Regions from separate parts of the Mus musculus genome. Here regions 1 and 2 are each linked to region 3. The links are chromatin contacts, called in public promoter capture Hi-C maps. All regions are on one chromosome and are shown on one strand. The core of a region is the stretch at or near the end of the contact, and the rest is flanking DNA. Distances in the headings are between cores, read along the strand shown.

Region 1 (4,221 bases), core at 993-3,492, 2.1 Mb before region 3:
TCAAATACTGACTGTATGACTTAATGGGAGTACTGCCTCATGTCTAAACTTCCTATGTAAAAAGGGGACCAAAACCAAACCAAACCAAAGCAATCCACCTTTGGGGCTTGAGTGTTATGTGAGATGTATAAGGAGAAGGCTTCCCATTTGTCATGGCTCCTTGTGTCATAACTCCTCCATCTCGTGTACAAATCATTCTAGGTCCTGAGGACTATGCCACCAACAGCCATGACCAAGCAGAAAAAGAAAAGGTCACAGAGAAATATAAAATATCAAAAATAAAACGGGCAGGCACGGCCAAGCACACCTGTGGTCCCATCACACGGGAAGCTGAGGAAGGAGACCGACATGATTCTGAAGACAGCCTGGGCTATGGAGTGAGAACCCGGCTTAGAACAAAAACAACAAAAAGCATACCCAATTTTCGAAGAATCCGTTTGCATTCATCCCTGCTGAGATCCAAAAGGGTTGGCCACACAACAGGCATTGCTGCTTCTGTCTGGTAGCCCCAAAGAGCTTGTCCTCCCTATCAGAGGAAAAACAAATCACATTACCAATGTATACGCAAGGATATAGAAAGCCTTCGACTGGCTACAAACTAAGATTGAAAAGATAACTCATACCATTTTCATCTCCACACTCCAGCTCCTGACAAAGGAAAAAAAACACCATTTGAGAGCACAATGACCCAGCTCATACTAACAGGGGAAAGAACAGGTTTTAAAGTCAAACACTTCTTGGTTCCAGTTCCAGCTTTACAACATAATTAGTTGTTTCATCCTTGTGAATTGGCCTCTCTGAACCCAATTTGTATGCCTTTATTTTAAAAAAAAAAAAAAAAAAAGTAATCCCAAGTTTGTTTCAAGTATTATTTAGAAAACAGGGCAAGCCAAGTTCTGTCATAGTGGCTGGCATATGACTTGCCAAACAGACTCTACCACCTGTGCAACCTTGGACAAGTGATTTGACCTCTGCCAGTTTCCTTAATAATAAGTTAGGAGATAAAATAAGCAAACGGTGGAGCATGTCATTTGGATAAATGAAACTCAATAACTCTTTTCTCAAGTTTTGGCAGTAAAAAAAGAGTCATTTCGACCAGTTACCAAAAGTTTAAAAGCCTAGAATTTCGCACTGTGAATTCCTTGGTCAAACAAAACTACACTACAGGTTGAGAACTCAGTAGATCTTCCTTAACATCTGTTAAACTGATAAATGGATGGTCAGCAGCAGAGTAGAATGAATGAATGAGCCAGCCTAAGAGTCAAACACTAAACCGATATGACTCTTCAACTGCGTTCCAGGCTCTGGGTTGCTAACTCCAACTCTTGGCCTCAAGTGGAGCCCCCTTCCCCCTACTTCCCATAGTCCTCTGAGCTCAGAACCAACTCTGAGCGAGCCAAACTGGATGGCGCGCCCCAGCTGGCAGGATGACATAAAGAAAGGGGGTGGAGAGGAGGAAGGGGCAGAGCCAAAGGAATCCGCTCGCTCCCCAAGCCAGTCCCCGCCTCCCGGTAGAATCTCGGAGGCGGCCGGCGACCGCCCGAATCGGGTACCACGTCACGGCATCCCAAAGCATCCCCTCCAGGGAAACGCACGGCGGGGCCGCACAGCAAAGGAAAGCCGGGCAGCAGAAGCCGGAGCGTGCTCCCGGCACCGGGGTCGCACCGACTCCGTCCCCCGCTCAAGTGTCAGCAGGCAGCCCGCCCCGCCCCCTCTCTAAACACGCACTCGCTCACAGCACCACAACAAGAGCAGCCCGCCCGGCTCCTCGCCCGCGCGGCTCCGAGCGGGTTCCAATGTCAAGCCCGCGCCCCCGCGGCCAGCAGCCAGTCTTGGGAACCCTGGCCAGCGTCCGCGCCTCGCGCACTCCTCAGCGGAGACGACAACGGAGAAAAAGCGGGGGCACGGACAGACAGTCAGACAACCCGGAGTCGCCTCGGGGCTCCTAGACCTCGACCTCCGGCGTCCCATCACCAGGCATGCCGGAGTCGCCCTCAGTCCACTTGAGGGAGCCCCGCGATCCCGTTAGGAAACAACGGAGGATGGGGCTGACCGACCCAAGCCGGGCTCCCCGTGCCTGGCCAAGCGCTCCCCTACCCTGGATAGCCTGCCAGCTTTTCCCAGGACCCTGCCTGAGAGACACCCACCTGCCCGGCCTTTCGGGGCTCATCTAAAAGGCTCCTCCGCCAAGACTAGGGGACACCAGGAATTAGGTTTGTTTGCGGTGCCTCAGAAGGGGCAAGATGGCGACAGATACCAGAGCGCAGGCGCAGGCGCGCGCGGCTCGCCGGGAGGTGTAGTTCGCCTTTCCCGCCTTTTGAGAAACGAGCACTCAAAAGCCTCCATTCTTCCTGTCCCTTTTCCTCTGCCTTTTGAAAGGAAAGGGCGGACAACGCGGGTCCTAGTGGGAGTTGTAGTCCGAGTCCAACCTCGCTCCTCTTTCTCTTGCTGCTTGCTGGTCACATGCGCAAGGAAGTCTGGGAGTGTAGTTCCTTTCGGCTTCTACATTACCCTCCAGTCTCCAGCTTCGCGCGCCTATCCTCCGGTCTTTCCCAGCCAATCAGCTGCTCTTTCGGCTGTACGTGTGGCGTCACACGTAGCGGTCAAGATGGCGTCTGTAATTGGAGCTGAGCTTCGACCTTTTCACTCTAGCGAGGGTTGGGATGAAAAGAACACAGCTTGGTCCCTGATGCCCAGTTGAGGATTAAGATCTGGTTCCGTAGACGCTTGGGAGTAGTCATCAGCGTCTTCCAGCCACCCAAACGACAACTCAAGAAAGGTTATCCACTACGGAGAGAGAAGACCTCACAGTGGCCCGTACACCTTTCTCGGTGTTAGGAGTTGCAAGTGGAGGAAAGGAATCCGAGCGGTCTCAGCTTGGAGTTACGCCATGTACGAAGTAGGAGAGGTAGTGATATCTCGTGCAAAATCTGACAAAGGGAAGAAGGGACTTACTTGAGGCACTACGACATGGTAGGTTCACCATCAGCCTTTGTTCTTAACCACACAATGTTGTGGAGGCCTTGTGCCCCTATTTTACAGATCGATAGGGACCCAATATATTGTTTCTCTGATCCAAGAACTCAAAGTTAATTTCTAGTATTATAAATCCCATCGAATTTTGTTGTGTCCTCCCTCTAAATAAAGAACTCTGGTAGCATCGGATGCAATGAAAGTGCAAATCTTGAGGAATTGTTAGTGTGCATCCTTCTGTTAGCAGATTCCCGTGAAAACTAGGGTAACCACTGGGAGGACATCTAGCTCAATGGCAGATTGCTTGTCAAGTATGTGCAAGACCTGGAGACCTGAATCGGATTCCTAGCACTAAGGGATGTTAGGATGGACACACGAGAAAAACTACCCTGTGGGAATATTAAGATACACAACGTGAATGAAAGTTCTTTTCCTAGTTCATTATGAATTACATTTATAATCTCAGCACTGTAGAAGTGGAAGAAGATGAGGAATGCAGGGTCAGACTGGACTGCAAGAGACACCGAGACCAAAACAAGAAAAAAGAAGAAGTTTTTAAGTAAATTGTGAACCACTGCATATGAGTCTACTCCTGCTCCTGAATGGAGCTGTAGGTTAGTCAGAAATAAAAAGGACCATTTCCTATACAGCTCTCCTGGCCTTCTTATTGCACCCTATTTTGAGGTCAGTTTCTTAAGAATACCTTGCAAGGTAGTAAATTAAGTCTTCTCGAGACAGGAATCAAAGGTGTACACCACCACCACCTCACTGGTAAATTAAGTTTTAATAGGAGGTTTTGTAATTTAACAGACATTCTATGATTTGACTCTTGCAGCATCTCCGTGAGACAGGCGTAATTAAGCTTCACCACTCTATAAATGGGAAAGCACAGTTGTTCAGGAACTGGTGAACTGAGAGGGTTCACATAGTAGAGCCCTGTCTCTAAAGAGCTGGAGAAATGGCTCAGTGCTTAAGAGCACTGGCCTCTCTTCCAGAGAAGCTGGGTTCTATTCCCAGCACCCATATGGCTCACAACCATTAATTCAGTTACAGGAGTACCTTAGGCACTGGACACATGTAGTATACAGATATCCACGCAGGCAAAATACCCAGACACCGAAAGTAAATCTTTTAAGACAACAAAAACTTTTACAGTAAGTCAAAAATAAGTGACAGATTATTAGAGTTGACCCTCCATCTCTTACATAATAGGTCCTTGGTACGGGTTAAAAAGCATCCCTAAGGTCC
Region 2 (4,035 bases), core at 223-2,722, 2.0 Mb before region 3:
GCAAGACAGGAAACCAGCTGGGCAAACTCCAAACGCTGCATCTCCATGTCTGATACCGTAGCAGTCGTCAGATCTCCTACTCTCTGAGCATGCTCCCTGCAGAAGGTGGCTGGCAGGGGCCCGACTTCTGGGATTCTACACAGGCAGAGCCATTTCCTCATCAGCACTCTGCTGCAGCTAACTCCACATCTCAGAACTTGTCCTCTTTTCCCTCACCTATAAACTAGCGTTCTTAATTTCCTTTGAATGACCAGATGGACACTCAAATTTCCCCAAGTTCAGGCTGATCCTTCAAAATACTTGCTATAGCTTTGACAGACGTTTTTCTCGTGTTCAGGTTTCCTTTCAGAATGAATCTAATGGTTTCTTTCTCTAAATGTAATTTCTTCAGCCATCCTTCTCACTGTTAACTGCTTGTTCACACAAAGTCCGTGACCTTTTGGATATTTGCATCCGTTCTGTGGGTGACTGGACGACTACTTCATGGATCATCTCAGACATTTTCCCACCCTTCTTTAAACCTTTTGTGCCAGTCAAATACTCAAGCCCTCGACACCACTTCACCCCCATACGCTTCTTTCAAAAGTGGTGGGTCTTACTTGCAGACGTGTTCGATTTTACGCAAAATTTGATACTTTGTTCTAAATAGCGGCCACTCATTTTGAAACAAAACCATACAGGAACGTTATCAGGCCAGGACTGTGAGAAGCCTGAGGTAAAAATCTCTAGGGTGCTGCTGGCCTAATCATTGCACTATTCCTGCCTCTCTGGAAACCACCAAGGAAGTTACTGCTTTTCTGAGCTTTTACCCTAGCGTCTAGTCAAGGTGTGCGGCTAGCAATCTAGCACTAATTCGGTCACAGAGTAACCGGAAGGCAAAACGGGTTAAAAATTAAATCCTCTACAACTCATGTTTGCGTTCAACCCGCGAGTTGTTTCAAAGCAATCGCAAGGGTCATCCCGAATCTGTTGCCTTTAAGAGTCTACGGTGACTCACGCAATGGACGCATGAACCGTGACAACTTTTACACAAGCCGGGCAGACGCAGCCGTGAAGTAACGTTCTAGCTTGCCCTGGATCTGCAGGAACCCGCACACAGCAAACCTACCCGAATAACCCGGGGTTGCGCTCGCCAGTCCCGGGGAGACTACAGCGCATGCGCAATTCCTTCCTTGCGCGGGTTGGGTTGTGCGCATGTGCATTGAGACTACGCAGCTGGCCCGACCCTCTCGAGTGCGCATGCCCGCCCGCAGGGACGGTCGCCTGCGAAGAGGGCGGGGGCGGATAGCTGAGGGAAGAGAGGGCACCCTCCAGCGCCAGGGTGCATTGTGGGAAGGAGGCGGTAGCGTCCCGGGCGGGCTGGAGGTGCAGCAGCGGCGGCGGCGGCGGTAAATCCTCCCGGCCGCACACAGCACTGTGGAGCCGCGGCCCCAGCCCAGCCTCGGCCCGCGCGCCCCTCCTGCCCCTCGCGGCTTCGCGCGCCAGCCCCTCCTCCGCGCGCGGCCTTGCGGAGCCGGCCGGCCGGCCCAGCTCCCCTCCCCGGCCCCGCGGGGCGGCCGCGCTGCCCTGACGAGGCGGGGAGGGGAGGGCTGGACCGGCCGGCGGCCGGACGACCATGCCGAACTTCTGCGCTGCCCCCAACTGCACACGGAAGAGCACGCAGTCTGACCTGGCCTTCTTCAGGTTCCCGCGGGACCCGGCCAGGTGAGTGGGGCGCGGAAGCTTCAGGGACTTGCGCGCACGTGCGCTCGCGGGCACCCGGCCCAGTGGGTGCCACCCGGGGGCGCGAAGGCGGATGAAGTGGGCGCTTAGCGCCTTTGGTGGTCCGACGCGGTTCCTTAGCTGTCAAAGAAGTAACCCTTCTCCAGGGCTGTGTTCCCAGGGGCCCTGCCTTCCCCCGCGTCACTGGTCTCTTCTAGGACAGTGTTTCTGTTTGGAGGCGAGCCGCTTTCTTTGATCTTAAATCAGGTCACAACTGCCTCCTTCGGACTTGTCAACCCAGTGTTCAAATGCCGACCGTTACTCATTGTCTCCCTTGGTTGTTGGGACCACAGAGGACAAGTGTGAGGGCGTGGGAATATGGTATTGCAACTTCACTTTTCCTTGGGGTAGTTTATAATCTGGGACGTAGTCTGAGAATCATAGGGACTTAGTGTGATAGACTGCAGGTAGTTCTCAGAGCTCTCCTGTTGGCTCATTCGTTTAAAAATCAGTGCTTAACCATGTTTGAAGTACTCATGTCAGGTGCTGGAGACTCGAGTGAATTTTGTCACGGACGGCAGAAAGCACCTAATCCACAGAGAGAGAGAGCAGATCTATCAACGAGCGCTGAATATAGCATGATATTAATTGAGCAAATATTTATTGAAAGCCGACAGTTGGTAGAAATTGGTCAGAGTATGAGAGTGGGTAACATGAACCAATGAAAATCCCTCTTCTCAGAGGTTACATTCAAGTCTTGGGAAATTGGCAAGTAAAATATTTATAATACCGTGTCCAATAATGAAAAATATCCTGAAGAAAAATACAGCAGGGGTTGGAAGGGCTTTTAGCTAGGGAACAGGTGGAAAGATAGCTCAATGCTGAAGAGCACTTATACTCGCAGAAGGCCTGGGTTCTATACCCACATTAGGTGACTTCAGTTCCAGGGGATTACACAACCTCTTCTGGCCTTCCTGTGTACCAGGTATGCTCAAAGTGCAAAACGCTCGTGCATATACCAGAGCAGATTAAAGAAAAAAGCATAGCCAGGGAGCTGAGCAGTGGACATTGTCTGTTATCCCAGCGCTGAGGAGGCAGGGAGAATTGAGATTTGAAGCAGGCCTGGGTTAGAGTAAGTTCCAGGCCAGTTAGGGCTGTAGTGTGAGTCTTGTCTCATGAACCCGTTTAAAAAAAAAAGTATAAAAAACGGAGGCACAGTTTCTATTTTAAACATAACAGAAAAAAGTCTCACCATAATGAATCTGAACAACAACAAAAAAAAATTGAATTGGGGAAGGGGAGAGCTGTGCAATATGTTGGAAAAGCATCTGGAAACAGTAAGAGTGAAGTCAAGGCATGCTTGCTGATGAGGTTTATATGGGAGACGGAAATTGTTTAGGAAATTGTTGTCCATGGAAGATATTCTGGTGGTTATCCTGAGTGAAGTGGGAGAGTTTAGAGCTGCAAGAGTTCTTAACAGGATTTTTGGCTGCTTGTTAGTTGTAGGGAAGTAAAGATATGAGCAGGAAGACCAAGGGAAGACTGTTGCAATAATCCAGATCAGTAGAAGAGGATGAAGAGGGAAATTGATGCCTTTAGATAAGGTTTGAAGATGAAGCCAACAGGATTTACTAGTAATTTGGATGTCGTTTATAAGAGAAAAGAGTCAAGACTAACTTCTGAGATTATGTGTGGGTATGGGGTGTGTGTATGTGGAGGCCAGAGGGCATCCTGTGTCTTGCTCTATTCCTCCTTTAAGAAGGATCTGACTGAACCTGTAGCCAGATTCAGCCAACCCCAGCAATCCTCCGTCTCCACTCCCCAAAGTGTTAGAGTTACAGAAGTTTTTAACATAAAACAGTTACTGACATAAGAAAGATTGGAGTATTAGTCTGTTCGGAAGATATTATAGTTTGATTTATAGTGTGATACCTGGTAGGCTTGGACAGGCAGAGATGTCTTCAGCCAGAGGATGGAGTTTAGCACTAAAGAACCTGATTAGCATGCATGAGGTTCTCGGTTCTGTCCCCTGTACTGGGGGAAATAGAAATACCTTCATACCACATGTGAAAATGAACTTCATATGGCTGCTTTCTCTTTTTCTACATTGTCATCAATATTTGTCTCTTTTTTCCCCCCTAAGATGGTTTCTCTATGTAACCCTGGCTGTCCTGGAACTTACTCTGTAGAGCAGGAGGTCTGCCTGCTTTTGTCTCCTAAGTGCCGAAATCAAAGGAGTGAGCCACCATGCTTGGAATAGATTTCTGTTTTGGTTTAGATCTCTTTATAAATATGTTTATATATTTGAATCGCCTTTGGATGTGTGGTTGATGG
Region 3 (4,078 bases), core at 653-3,152:
TACTGCTTACACTGATGACGTAATAGTTCTGTGCTATGGCTCAGTGGGAGATTTTACTGTAGGTCTGAGGGAGAGTTCAGCTCGAGGCATCTGGAAGAATCCAGAGCAGAAAGAAGAGTGGTAGAATGAACATGGCCAACAGAATGGACTTGGCTATGAGGTGGGGCAGGGAAAGAAAGAGAAAGAGCTTACCAAGAAAGAGGGGCAAGAGAGAGGAGGCCAAGAGAGCCCAAATATTAGGGTTATAGGATAATGAGAAGCCGGGGGGGGGGGGGGAAGCCCATGAACTGAAGAAATTTAGGGTCATGTTAGAGCCAAGGAGTCTGTAACAGGTTCTTATGAAACTGAGGGATCACTAAGCGGTGCATGGAGGTCAGAATGCTCTTTGGTATGCTAATAGCCAGGCACCACAGGTCACTATTTGTCCTGAATTTCTTTTGGACCTGACACTTATCTTCCCTAAGATAAAACTGTAAATTACAGTAAACCCTTCCTTCCTTCCTTCCTTCCTTCCTTCCTTCCTTCCTTAAATTGCTCTTATCAAGTATTTTGTCTCAGCAACCAGAGAAGTAACTAATACAGTACACAACTACCATTATTTTAATAGTGGGATTTACAGAAAGGTAGACACACAGTCCTGAAACACTGTTTAGGTAAACAAGACCCAAGGAAAGTTTGTAGGTGGGAAATCAAGAGGTTGTTGTATTTGGAATATCTATAGCTGTATCTGTGTGTGTGCGTGCAAGCATGTGTGTGTGTGTGTGTGTGTGTGTGTGTGTGTGTATGCATATGAAATAACCTTTTATGTTTAAAAAACGGTGTGTGCTTCCTTAAACAATTCAGACAGTATAAAAGATAAGAGGAACCTGAAACCTAACAATTCTTTCTTTAAGATAATCACTGATAACATTTTGGAGAATCTCTTCACTGAAATCTTTACGCTTTTATATCCTCGAACTTCAAATAAATCGAACCTGTCTAATCTTGCTGTTTTTGCTATCAATTTGCCCCTCTGACAAGAAATTGTGAAAAGCCTTTCATGTCTAAAGATATTTACCATCATTTTAAATGGCTGCTTAGCATTACGTTGAATACATACATCACTATTTATTAAATCAGCCCTCTATTGATGAATATCTACATCCTTCTCAACTCATATTCAACAACCTCCTATAATAACCGTGGGCATTGTTTTCCAAAAATTTTTGATAATCTTTTTAGATTAAATACTTATAAGTAATGTAAATGTAAACAAATGTGCTTTTTACATGAGGATTTAAGTTGCAGACTTGTCCTCTGATTTTCAGGGATGCCAGGGAAGCTGATGCAGCATTAGTTCTGGCGAGACAGTGACAACGGAGATGGCGAGGAGAGTACAGAATTACAGGTGATGTAGCCAATCTAGGCCCAAGCTCAGTGGGTTGGAATAGTCCTTCCCCTTTTTCTCTCTTTCACTTCTTTTTTTCTTAACATGGAGGAAGGACTGAGAACTGCATGTCCCAGCATTTCGCAAGGACCACACTCCTGGGAACTGTAGTACCGGGTCTGAGAGGGGTCCGGAAGGAGAGAATGGGAAACTGTGTGCGGCATGCTGGGAGGTGTAGTCCCTTGGGCGGAAAAGAGTGCATGTGTAGGTTGTTTTGCTTCATGGAGATGAGGCTGCGGAAATATCCAACTTCCCTCCCAAGAGGCCTTTGAGTTTACAAAAGCCCGTGGGAGTCCATTGTCTGTGACCCAAGAGGGTGCGGTCCAGGACCGGAGCAGGGTTGGGAGAACCAGGCCGCGCAGGGCCGTGGCAGAGCATGCCGGGAGTTGTAGTTCAAGAGCTCGGAGGCTGTGGGACGTGTCGGGACAGCGCGCCGACTCCTCCTCCCCCGCCCTTCTCAGCGGTCCCCCGCCCCCTCCCTCCGCCTCCTCCTCTCTTGCCTGCAGCCGAGCGTCCCCTTCCCCCACTGTCGGGTTTCTCCGCGGCTACTGCAGAGGATTCAGATCTGAGTAGCTGAGGAGAAGGAGGAGGAGGCTCCCGTCCCTGCGCGCCATCCACCACCCTACTGGACACGGACGAGGGAACGAGAGCGTCGCCGCTGTAGCCTCCAGAGAAGACAAGGGCATCGCCGCTTCAGTTGCGGCCGCCGCGGTTTTCGTCTGCAGCAGCTCGCCGGTGAGGAGACCCCCCCTCCGCCCCCCGGCCCGCTCCCGTGGAGCCAGGGCTGGTGGCGCCGGGGAGAACGAGGGTGGGGGCTGTAGGGCCCCCGCGCCGGCTTGGGGGAGGGGACCGAGGTGGCGATGGAACGGCGGGCTGGTGGGGGAGACTTGTCCGTACGCGGGCTGGGAGTGGGGTGAGGGTGGGACAGCAGCAGGTCAGGGAGGGTAGCGGAGGGGGGTGAGGGGGTAGGACTTTACATGGAGGGATAACCAGACCAGGGATAGGAGCATGGGGTGTGTAGGGTATTGAGGTGGAATTTGGGATTGTCTTGGGGCGAGGTGGAAGGTGAGATTGGAGTGGGATGTCTTTTAATGGGGGATGGGACTGAATGAAGGTGATGATTTGGGGTTGGCCTGAAGCAGTTGACAGCTTGTGATCAGAGCGGGGTGGGGGCTAAGGAGATGATTTCAATGCCAGTGGGATATAAACGTTGGATGGGACTCTAGGGAGTGCTAATTTTGGAAGGTGGGACTTGGGGTGGACCTGGGGAAGGAAGATGGAGATGGTAGGAGCTGGGGGTGAGGGCTTTGGCATGGGTTGAGACCCCAGCTTGAAATGGGCTGTTGTCTTCTGGGGATGATGGAATTTGTGAATACTTACGGAAATAGGGCTTGGAGAGAACAGAAGAGGTAGGAATTGTTTGGGGTTTTCTTGAGGTAGGCTGCTGCTGGAGGTTTGAATTTGGACTGGTAGTGATGAGACCTCCAACTACAGGAGATGGATGGATGAGGTAAGCTGACAGGAGGGAGTGAATTGTAAGTTGGGCCCCAAATAGGAAGACAGGGATTGAAATTGGGGATGAGGGCTCAGTGGAAAAGGATTTAGGATGAGTTTAGAGTCTCTGGAAGGAACAAGGTGGCTCCCCTGAGCGGAAGTTGGAGGTAGAGGATATGTCAGACTACTCAGCTGGACTCAACTAAAATAATTCTGGCAGGTGTCGAGCAAGGTTAGTGGATGGTATCATAAAGAAAATGTCTCTCTGCCAGTTTTGCAGAAGAAATGTCTGTGATAAGCTGGTTACCTGTGGTGAGGTGGCAGCGGGGATGGAGTGGGTCAGTTTATTTAGGAAAGGAAGGATTAAGATGTCCTCCAAGACACACCAGAGGTTTAGGGGTTAGAACATTTACATCAGCTGCTTGGGTGAGAGACAGTAATAACAAGACCATTAGAAGGGTCTTCACAGGGGACAGAGAAGGTACATTAAAGATTCTCCTAGAGGATATCTCATGCTATCAATTTGACCTTTTTGTTTTACGTTGGAATTGTCTGGAAATAGCAGCCCCAAGGGTAAAGTTATGAGAGAGCCATTTAAGGTAGAATTAAGGGAGAGTGGGGAGTCTTGCAGTTCCTATGTCAAAAAGGGAAAGTTGGGGGCTCTCAAAGCAAAGGTGGGAGAAGGTGAAACTGTCTCTGCTTTCTCCTTTCCCCCTCCCCCTGGTAAACTGAAACTAGTCCCGGAATTTGGAATTTAAATAGACTTTGATGAACTTGAGGTTGTTAAGGGTGCATTCTTGCTTGAGAACTGATTAATGAGACTGAAAAATAGGAAGACTGAATTTATTTTCTAGGCAGGCAAGGTGCATGTATGCAGAAAGAGGTTAGCAAGCCCCACCTCCCCCCAATAAAATTGATTGCTTGAAGTCTCCATTTATTGGTGTCCTGGTTTGCAAGGCAATTAGGCCCATCATTGTATTGCAGGCTAATAATCCTGAGATGAGTCTTGGCACCATCACTTTATGTAAACAGAGAGAAGACAGGAAATATAGAAATGTAATAAATATTCATTCTTTGGTGAGATGGTTTGGTACTGATGGAATTTTTCATTCGATTCTCTTGACATGATAAGCTTTTAAATAATTGGGCTGTTTCTAC

The links. Promoter capture Hi-C pulls out the DNA fragments that hold promoters and counts their contacts.
Region 1: a promoter capture Hi-C map of liver shows a contact between it and region 3, with 2.8 times the contacts expected there. The contact joins the promoter of Emsy here to the promoter of Fam168a in region 3. A contact is called at or near these places in 4 of 39 promoter capture datasets (cranial neural crest, liver and pre-B cells).
Region 2: a promoter capture Hi-C map of liver shows a contact between it and region 3, with 12 times the contacts expected there. The contact joins the promoter of Thap12 here to the promoter of Fam168a in region 3. A contact is called at or near these places in 2 of 39 promoter capture datasets (both in liver).

The regions. Positions count from the first base shown.
Region 1 is chr7:98,654,327-98,658,547 of GRCm38.p6, forward strand. Emsy (EMSY, BRCA2-interacting transcriptional repressor) reads right to left here and starts at 2,243. Exons shown (of 20, transcript NM_172280.2): 1 at 2,148-2,243; 2 at 418-526. The coding sequence starts at 487.
Region 2 is chr7:98,701,775-98,705,809 of GRCm38.p6, forward strand. Thap12 (THAP domain containing 12) reads left to right here and starts at 1,473. Exons shown (of 5, transcript NM_028410.2): 1 at 1,473-1,704. The coding sequence starts at 1,616. It overlaps Gm15506 (predicted gene 15506), which reads right to left and starts at 1,154. Exons shown (of 1, transcript NR_144495.1): 1 at 1-1,154. It also overlaps the pseudogene LOC108167485.
Region 3 is chr7:100,704,733-100,708,810 of GRCm38.p6, forward strand. It overlaps Fam168a (family with sequence similarity 168, member A), which reads left to right and starts at 1,903. Exons shown (of 9, transcript NM_001362169.1): 1 at 1,903-2,161.